Regions from separate parts of the Ovis aries genome. Here region 1 is linked to region 2. The links are chromatin contacts, called in public Hi-C maps. All regions are on one chromosome and are shown on one strand. Each heading gives the region's core, a stretch centred on a gene start, on an enhancer-like site or on the middle of the called end of the contact. The rest is flanking DNA. Distances are from core to core; before and after follow the strand shown.

Region 1 (3,503 bases), core at 371-2,870, 210 kb after region 2:
TTGATGGACCTCTCTCCAAAATGTTAGTCCTTTTCTTGTCCAACACCTGTTCCCCTCAAGAGGAAGAAGAATTAAGGGACAACTGGGAGTTGAAACTGAGCAGGACCCCGTGGGGCCCTCCCAGGTATAAAAGCTTCTCTGGGTCAACGATTTCTTGTTGGTAGGAAAGAGGCCTTCAGCATCCTAGACCTTCATAACAACATGATACACGTCTCTGAGTTGTTCTGCAGGAACTAAGGCCCCACCCAGTTTGATGGTGACTTCCGGCTGAGCGCAAGCATGGGGACCCCAGAGTGTTTGGAACCAGAGGCTGATGATGGAGCTACCTAGCGCACCACTCCGTTACCTCACCACCACCGAGTCAGAAGAGGGTTAGGAAGTTTGCAGCCTGTGTTATTCATCATTCAGTCATGTCTGACTCTTTATGACCTATGGACTGTAGCCCGCCAGGCTCCTCTGTCCATGGGATTCTCCAGGCAAGGATACTGGAATGGGTAGCCATTTCCTTCTCCAGGGGATCTTCCTGACCCAGGGTGAACCTGTGTATCCTCTGGCGCCTGCACTGGCAGGTGGAATCTTTACTGAGCCACCGGGGAAGCTCCACACACTACGCAAACCTCCTAGGAAATTTTGCCCATACAAACACGTTCACCAAAACTGTTACCAAATGCGGGTTCCTGTGCTAGATGCACAGTGGGGCCAATGATACCCACAGTCGACAGTCTGGAGCAGAGAAAGGTTTATTGAAGGGCCATGCAAGGAGACTGGTGCCTTGCATCCAAGGAACCCCCAAACTCGCTGAAGGGTTTCAGCAAACCATTTTTAAAGGGATGGCTGGTTTTGCAGACCTGGCACAAGAATTTCATGTTCTCACAGATGTCCAAGTAGGTCAGGTCACAAAGACCCTATAAACCTACAAGACAAACGTTATTCTCTGTTTTAAAACTTTTGGTTGGAAAAATGTTAATTTTTAAAGGGCAGAGACTTGATTATGGGTTCGCCTGTATACTTTAGGCTATAGGCAACATTCTTAACCCAAAGCAGAAACCATAGACTACAAAGGTTATAGTAAAACAATCGACCCAATATGGGGTCAGATTTGTTGTTCCCTATTACAGCCTTGCAATAAAACATTCTGCTCCAAACTCCAAAATTTTGGTTTGACGGGCTTCCCTGGTGGCTCAGATGGTAAAGAATCTGCGTGCAATGCAAGATATGCAGGCAGGCACAGGAATCAAATTCCACAACAGGAGAACTGAGGTCTGCTGGGAGTCTGACCCACGCGCCACTCCTTTGGGTCTCAGCCAAACACAACCTAGAGCACATATCTGGGTCCTCATGCCCGAATCCCTGTCCGGCACGACCTTGATTTAACCCATAACATCCAGAATCCAGTGTGTTAGCAACCCCGATGCCCAAAGACCACTTTCTACAGGGCAGCACCCCCTTCCCCGAGCCTGGAGCCCTTCTCTCCCAGCACCGCCCCACGCCCTTCCGCCTGCACCAAGACTACAAGTCCCAGCGTGCAGTGCGGCTCGTGTACTGTCCCGCCGGCCCACGTTGGCATTCGCCGGGGGCGCGCCGCCCGGAGCACGTGCGCGGTGACGTCGACGCGCCAACGTGACTAGCGGTCGTGGCGCTCTGGGTTTCTGGGCCTGCACCAGTTCCAATACGGCGGCGAGAGCCGTGGGCTCGCGACTCAGTTTGAGCGCGCTGCGCTGTGTGAATCTGCGAGGCCGTTGGGAAGGGTCGTCTTTTGTAGCCTCTTCCCCCGGGCCTGCGGCTCCGCGTCCCAGATGGACAAGGTGTGCGCCGTGTTCGGAGGCTCCCGGGGCATCGGCAGGGCGGTGGCCCGCTTGATGGCCCAGAGAGGCTATCGATTGGCCATCGTCGCCCGGAATCTGGAGGGGGCCAGAGCCGCGGCCGGGGACCTGGGCGGTGGGTACCGACCGGGGTCGCACCCCCTCTTCGCGCGGCCAGTGTGGGTACGAGAAGCCGTCTTGGGCGCCCTCCCCGCCATGCTGGGCGAGGGGTGGCGCAGACGTGCCCGGGTCTCACGCGGAGGCCCGCGCGTGTGCGCATGCGCAGGCAGTGCCGCCTCGGGCCGCTGGGGCTGCGCTAGTACGTGGTGTGCGTGGGCTCGCTTCCCGGCGGCCACAGCGTTGAAGCACTGTTATGCCGTGATGACCTTCACCAAGGGACAGTGAGATCGTTCCGCCAAATTCCGCTAAAATTTCATCCCCCCCTGTCTATTAGGAATGGATTCGCAGTTGCTTTGCGAATTTAGTCTCTGGCTGGTAGTGAGACGGGGTGCTGTGAAGGATCGAGCTCGCAGCTAGTTAGGAGGGCTGGGCTCAGAGGCACCTCGTTCACTGTCGGGGCAACTTTCTTCACATAGGTCTCCAGAGGTTTAAGAAGGTAATTTTAGTGTTAATGTACCACGCAAGGTTAGCCAGAAAATAATTGTTTACTTTTTTTTTTTAATGGCAGTGTTAAGTGGTATAATGTTGAATAAAGAGTGCTTTCTTTGAAGCTTAATTTTCTTTCTTTTTTTTTTTTTTTGTATTTAAACATTCCAGAAAGTGGACTTTTAAAAAAACGTAACAGTTTTTAGTAAAATTTTTTTTCATGATTTGTGCTTTCAGCACTTTAAAAAACAGCTTCCTGCTTTGTTTCATCTCTTCTAATAGTCACGCTATAATAATGGCCATGTAAGATTGTGCTGTAGTTAAACAGAAAAACCCTAGAGTTTATTTCAAAGCCAGGAAACCAGTTCGACAAGAATGTAACTGAATTAAACATTAAGCGTATATATGCAAGCGTGTTCAGTCGTGTCCCACTCTTTGCAACCCCATGGACAGTAGCTGCACCAGGCTCCTCTGTCCATGGAATTTTCCAGGCAAGAATACTGGAGTGGGATGCCATTTCCTTCTCCAGGGGATCTTCCCAACCCTGGGATTGAACTCGTGTCTCTTGTGCCTCCTGTATTGCAGGCAGATTTTTTACTGCTAAGCCACTGGGACTGTCTCAAGTTTACAAAACAGGAATATAAAACTGAGGACTGCTGAGTTAAATGGCATAGGGTCAGTGTCAAAACTGTAAATATTTGTAGGTGACTCATACAAAGTGTTATGAACATGGGAAAGGTGCTCCCCCTTAAAAAAGTGTTTTACAGTTTACATTCTGTTGCATTACTTTGCTTCTGCTTGTTCCCCGCCTTCCTCCATCCAGTTTCTTAGACTGAACTCATGAGATCAGGAATCTGGGACTCAATCGTCCTTTATCTCGAGTTCTGGATAGAACAGATCTAAGGCCTCCCTGGTGGCTCAGAAGGTGAAGAATCCCTCTGCAATGCAGGAAGACTCAGTTTGGATCCCTGGGTTGGGAAGATCACCTGGAGAAGGGAAATGGCTACCTACTCCGGTATTTTTACCTGGAGAATTCCATGGACAGAGGAGCCTGGGGGGCTACAGTCCAAAAGGTTGCAAAGAGTCAGACCCTCC
Region 2 (3,665 bases), core at 142-2,641:
AATGGAGGGCAAGTGGGCTGTCCTTCCTGGCATTCACGAAGTAGACTGTCCGCATATTCAACCATTAGCGCGAAGCTAATTAGAGAAGGGGCTTCCCTGGTGGCTCAGATGGTAAAAAATCTGCCTGCAATGTAGGAGAAGTGGGTTGCATCCCTGGGTTCCATCCATGGCTACCCACTCCAGTATTCTTGCCTGGAAAATCCTATGGACACAGTCCCTGGGATCGCAGAGTCAGGCACGATTGAGCGACTAACACACACACGGAGGGAAGATGGACGGCTGCAGTGAGGACTTGACCACGTCTCAAACGTCGAGCAGGAGGCTGCAGCCAGCGAGGGAGCGGTGACTGCAGGGTCACAGCGTGTCCTAACTCGGGTGGTTCTCATTTGTCTGCAGTGGTTTTGCCGTGGCCCCAGCCGGACCTTAGAGGAACATCCACTCCCTTCAAAGGGCTGGGCTGGGTGAAGAGAAGGCAGCGGTTTCCCGCAAAGGAGTACGTGTCCCCGCTTCTCCTTATTTTCTGCACACCTCTGAGGAAGGGTAGTTGAGAAAAATGTTTGTTGAGCGGACGGTAAATGCAAATAAAATGACAATTTTGAGATCAATCACAAAATTTTAACTTGTCTTCCCTCTGAGTATGAGAAACAACCCCCCACACCTGTGCACGACGTTTTCCCAAAGGATCTTTCGGTTAACAGGTGTGTGTCTGGCGTTACAGGTGTGTGCGGGGGGTGGGGGGAGCGAGGGCAGGCAGAGGCCACGGCGCTGGTTCCGGCCAGGCTGACCCCGAGTCCGGGGCTGGGCCGGGCTTCTCGCCCGCCCCACTTTCCGGGTCCTGGCCCGGTCCCAAGGCTCGCGGCAGGGTCTGTGTCCAGGTACCCGGCGGCGCCCGCGCCTCCTCTGCGGCCAGCGCGTCCCCCCTAGCCCTCCCTCCCAGCCTCTGCGGCGGCCGCTCGGGTCCTCTCCCCGTCCCCTCCCGGGATCCGCCGCGACCCCGGCCCCCGCAGGGCCCACACGCCGGAGGAGGGCGGGCGGCGCTCCCTGCTCCCCCTCCCTCCTTCCCTGCGCCTCCGCCCTCTCCCTCCTCCTTTCCCGCCCCTCCCCGCCTCTCCCCTCCTCCCGCCTCTCCCCTCCTCCCTCTCCCCTCCCACTCCTCCTTCCCGGCTCCGCCCCCTTTCCCGCGCTCCTCCCCTTCCCGCCCGGCCCCGCATACCCGCCTCCTCCTTCCCGGCCCCGCCCCTCCTCTCCCCCTCCTCCTTCCTGGCCCCGCCCCCCATCTCCCGCGCTCCTCCCCCTCCCGCCCAGCCCTGCCCCCTCCCCTCCCCTCCCCTCCCCCTCCCCAGGCCCGGCAGGCGGCGGCGGCGGGAGCGCGCGGGCGACGAGCGGAGTCCAAAGCTGCCCGGCGTCCGAGGCTGGCGAGCGGGAGAGCGCGGGGCGTGCGGACAAAGAGGGCGCCGCGCTGAGGTAGGACCCCCCCCCCGCCCCGAGCCCCCGGCCCCGAGCCCCGCGCCCCCCGGGCCGGGTCGGAGAGGGTCGGCCGTCCGGCCCCAGGCACTGCGGCGGCGGGCGCCCGAACGCCCGGCGGGCGGACCTGGCGACGCGGCTCTGCGGGCGCCCCTGAGCCCCGAAACTTCCCGAGGGCGCGGGGCTCCTGTCCGGCCAGGCCCGGGGCGGCGGCCAGGCGGCGGGTGGACCCACCCGGCCCGGCCCTGCCTTCCCGGCGCTGGCCAGGGCGCGAGGTCTAAGCGGGCGGCCCCCTGCAGCAGCCCCGGGGCGCGTCTACACGGGCGGCTCCCGGCACCTGGCCCCGGGATGTCTACGCCGGCGGCCCTAGCAGCAGCCCCAGGGCGCGTCTACGCGGGCGGCTCTAGCACCTGGCCCTGCGGCGTCGGCGAGGGCCGCCCTGGGCACCTGGCCCCAGCGTCTGCAAGGGCGGCCCTCTGCCTCTGGCCGCGGGAACGTCTTCATTGGCGGCGCGGGCACCTGGCCCGGCGTCCACGCGGGCCCGCAGTACCTGTGGCGAGCAGAGCGACGGCCAGGCCCCTGCCCGCGTCCACACCGCCACCTGGCTCTCGTCGAGGAGAGCGGTGCAGGCTCTGGTCTGAATGCTTTTTCCTGAATGGCCCCATTTTCATATTCTGCTGGCGATTCCCAGTCCAGCATTCCATTCTCAAATTCTTTGGGTGATAATTTTGCCAGATTTTCTGAATGGGATTAGCACAGGCCTTTCAGAAATCGCTTCCGAGTTTGTCAGCCGTGGCCCTGAAGGGTGGTACGTTTATATTTAAGCTGCTTTCGGGCCCATCTTCAGTGTGTCCTTTAGAATTGTCAACCTTCATCTCGTTTTCCTTGGGTAAGATTAAACAATTCTATTTTTAAGACCAGCGAGGAAACATATGTCTTTAATACTGGGGTCATTTACCACCAAAGTGGCTTGAATGGTGGGGAACTTGGTTGGATTTAAAAGGAATCTCAGGTGGAGGAAACAGTTCATTTGCTACTTTCACCTTCTCAGATAAGTTGAGGACTTAGTTAAGGCCTCAGGTTTCACTTTGAGAGCCAGAGAAATTATGTTTCTGTTGCATTTCATAAATCCTGTTTATGGCAAGAGTCCCCTGTGGTACTTGATAGCTGTTCCTGCGCAGTGAACTAGATGTCTTCCCGGATTGATTGTGAACTGCTTAAAAAGCCTATTTTGTTTTCAGTTGTTGACTCTGGAGTTCAGGCACCATGTATTCCAAAGCGAAGCTCCATTCTCTCAGGAAGCACTTCTGTGTGCTGTTGGGCTCCTGGCTCTTCTTTGTACCTTTACCCGCCAGTGATGGTCCTCCTTCTCTGTCTTTCCCTCCTCTTCCCCGGGGGCCCCAGAGCAGCGTCTGACATGGATGTTACATGAGCCACTTTGAGAGCTGCACACAAGTATGCGTGTCACTGCTGCATTTCCTTTGGTGAACTAGAGGAAGATGGATGAGTCGGCCCTGCTGGATCTGCTGGAGTGCCCTGTGTGCCTGGAGCGGCTGGATGCCTCTGCCAAGGTCTTACCTTGCCAGCACACGTTCTGTAAACGCTGTTTGCTGGGCATCGTCGGTTCCCGGAATGAACTCAGATGTCCCGAGTGCCGGACTCTGGTTGGCTCTGGTGTGGAGCAGCTTCCGAGCAACATCCTGCTGGTCAGACTTCTGGACGGCATCAAGCAGCGGCCGTGGAAGCCCGGCCCCGTGGGGGGCAGTGGCACCAACTGCACCAGCGCCTTGAGGGCTCAGAGTAGTGCTGTGGTCACCTGCAGCCCTAAAGATGGCCCAAGCTCGCAGGGTGGACCCCAGCCGCGGGCGCAAGCCTGGAGCCCCCCGGTGAGGGTGAGTAGCCCGCGGAGGCAGATGTTTGCATGTCTTCTTTATTCTTTGGGTATTTTCTACATCAACTCATGGCTGAAAGGAGCCACATCATTGGAACAGATAGGAAATTATGAGTCAGGAATTGTTTTTTTCTTTTTTGGAATGAGATTGGATGTAAATAATAAATGGTTTTGTTTTTAGAATTCTCTCCTGGATGGTGGGCCTCTATTGCCTTTTAAGATAAATTTTGAGAAACAGTAGCAATTATTCAATGAAATCTAAAACACAGCAGTTTTTTATGCGGAATGTAAAATGGAAATTTGTTGTGGT

What was found. Hi-C and Micro-C count contacts between places; a contact is called where the count stands out from the background.
Region 1: a contact with region 2 is called in a Hi-C map of liver, with 4 times the contacts expected there. The contact joins the promoter of CBR4 here to the promoter of SH3RF1 in region 2. A contact is called at or near these places in 2 of 16 Hi-C or Micro-C datasets (liver and tail adipose tissue).

Annotation. Positions count from the first base shown.
Region 1 is chr2:111,951,557-111,955,059 of ARS-UI_Ramb_v3.0, forward strand. CBR4 (carbonyl reductase 4) reads left to right here and starts at 1,621. Exons shown (of 5, transcript XM_015093286.4): 1 at 1,621-1,938. The coding sequence starts at 1,797.
Region 2 is chr2:111,737,228-111,740,892 of ARS-UI_Ramb_v3.0, forward strand. SH3RF1 (SH3 domain containing ring finger 1) reads left to right here and starts at 1,392. Exons shown (of 11, transcript XM_042243566.1): 1 at 1,392-1,464; 2 at 2,869-3,356. The coding sequence starts at 2,964.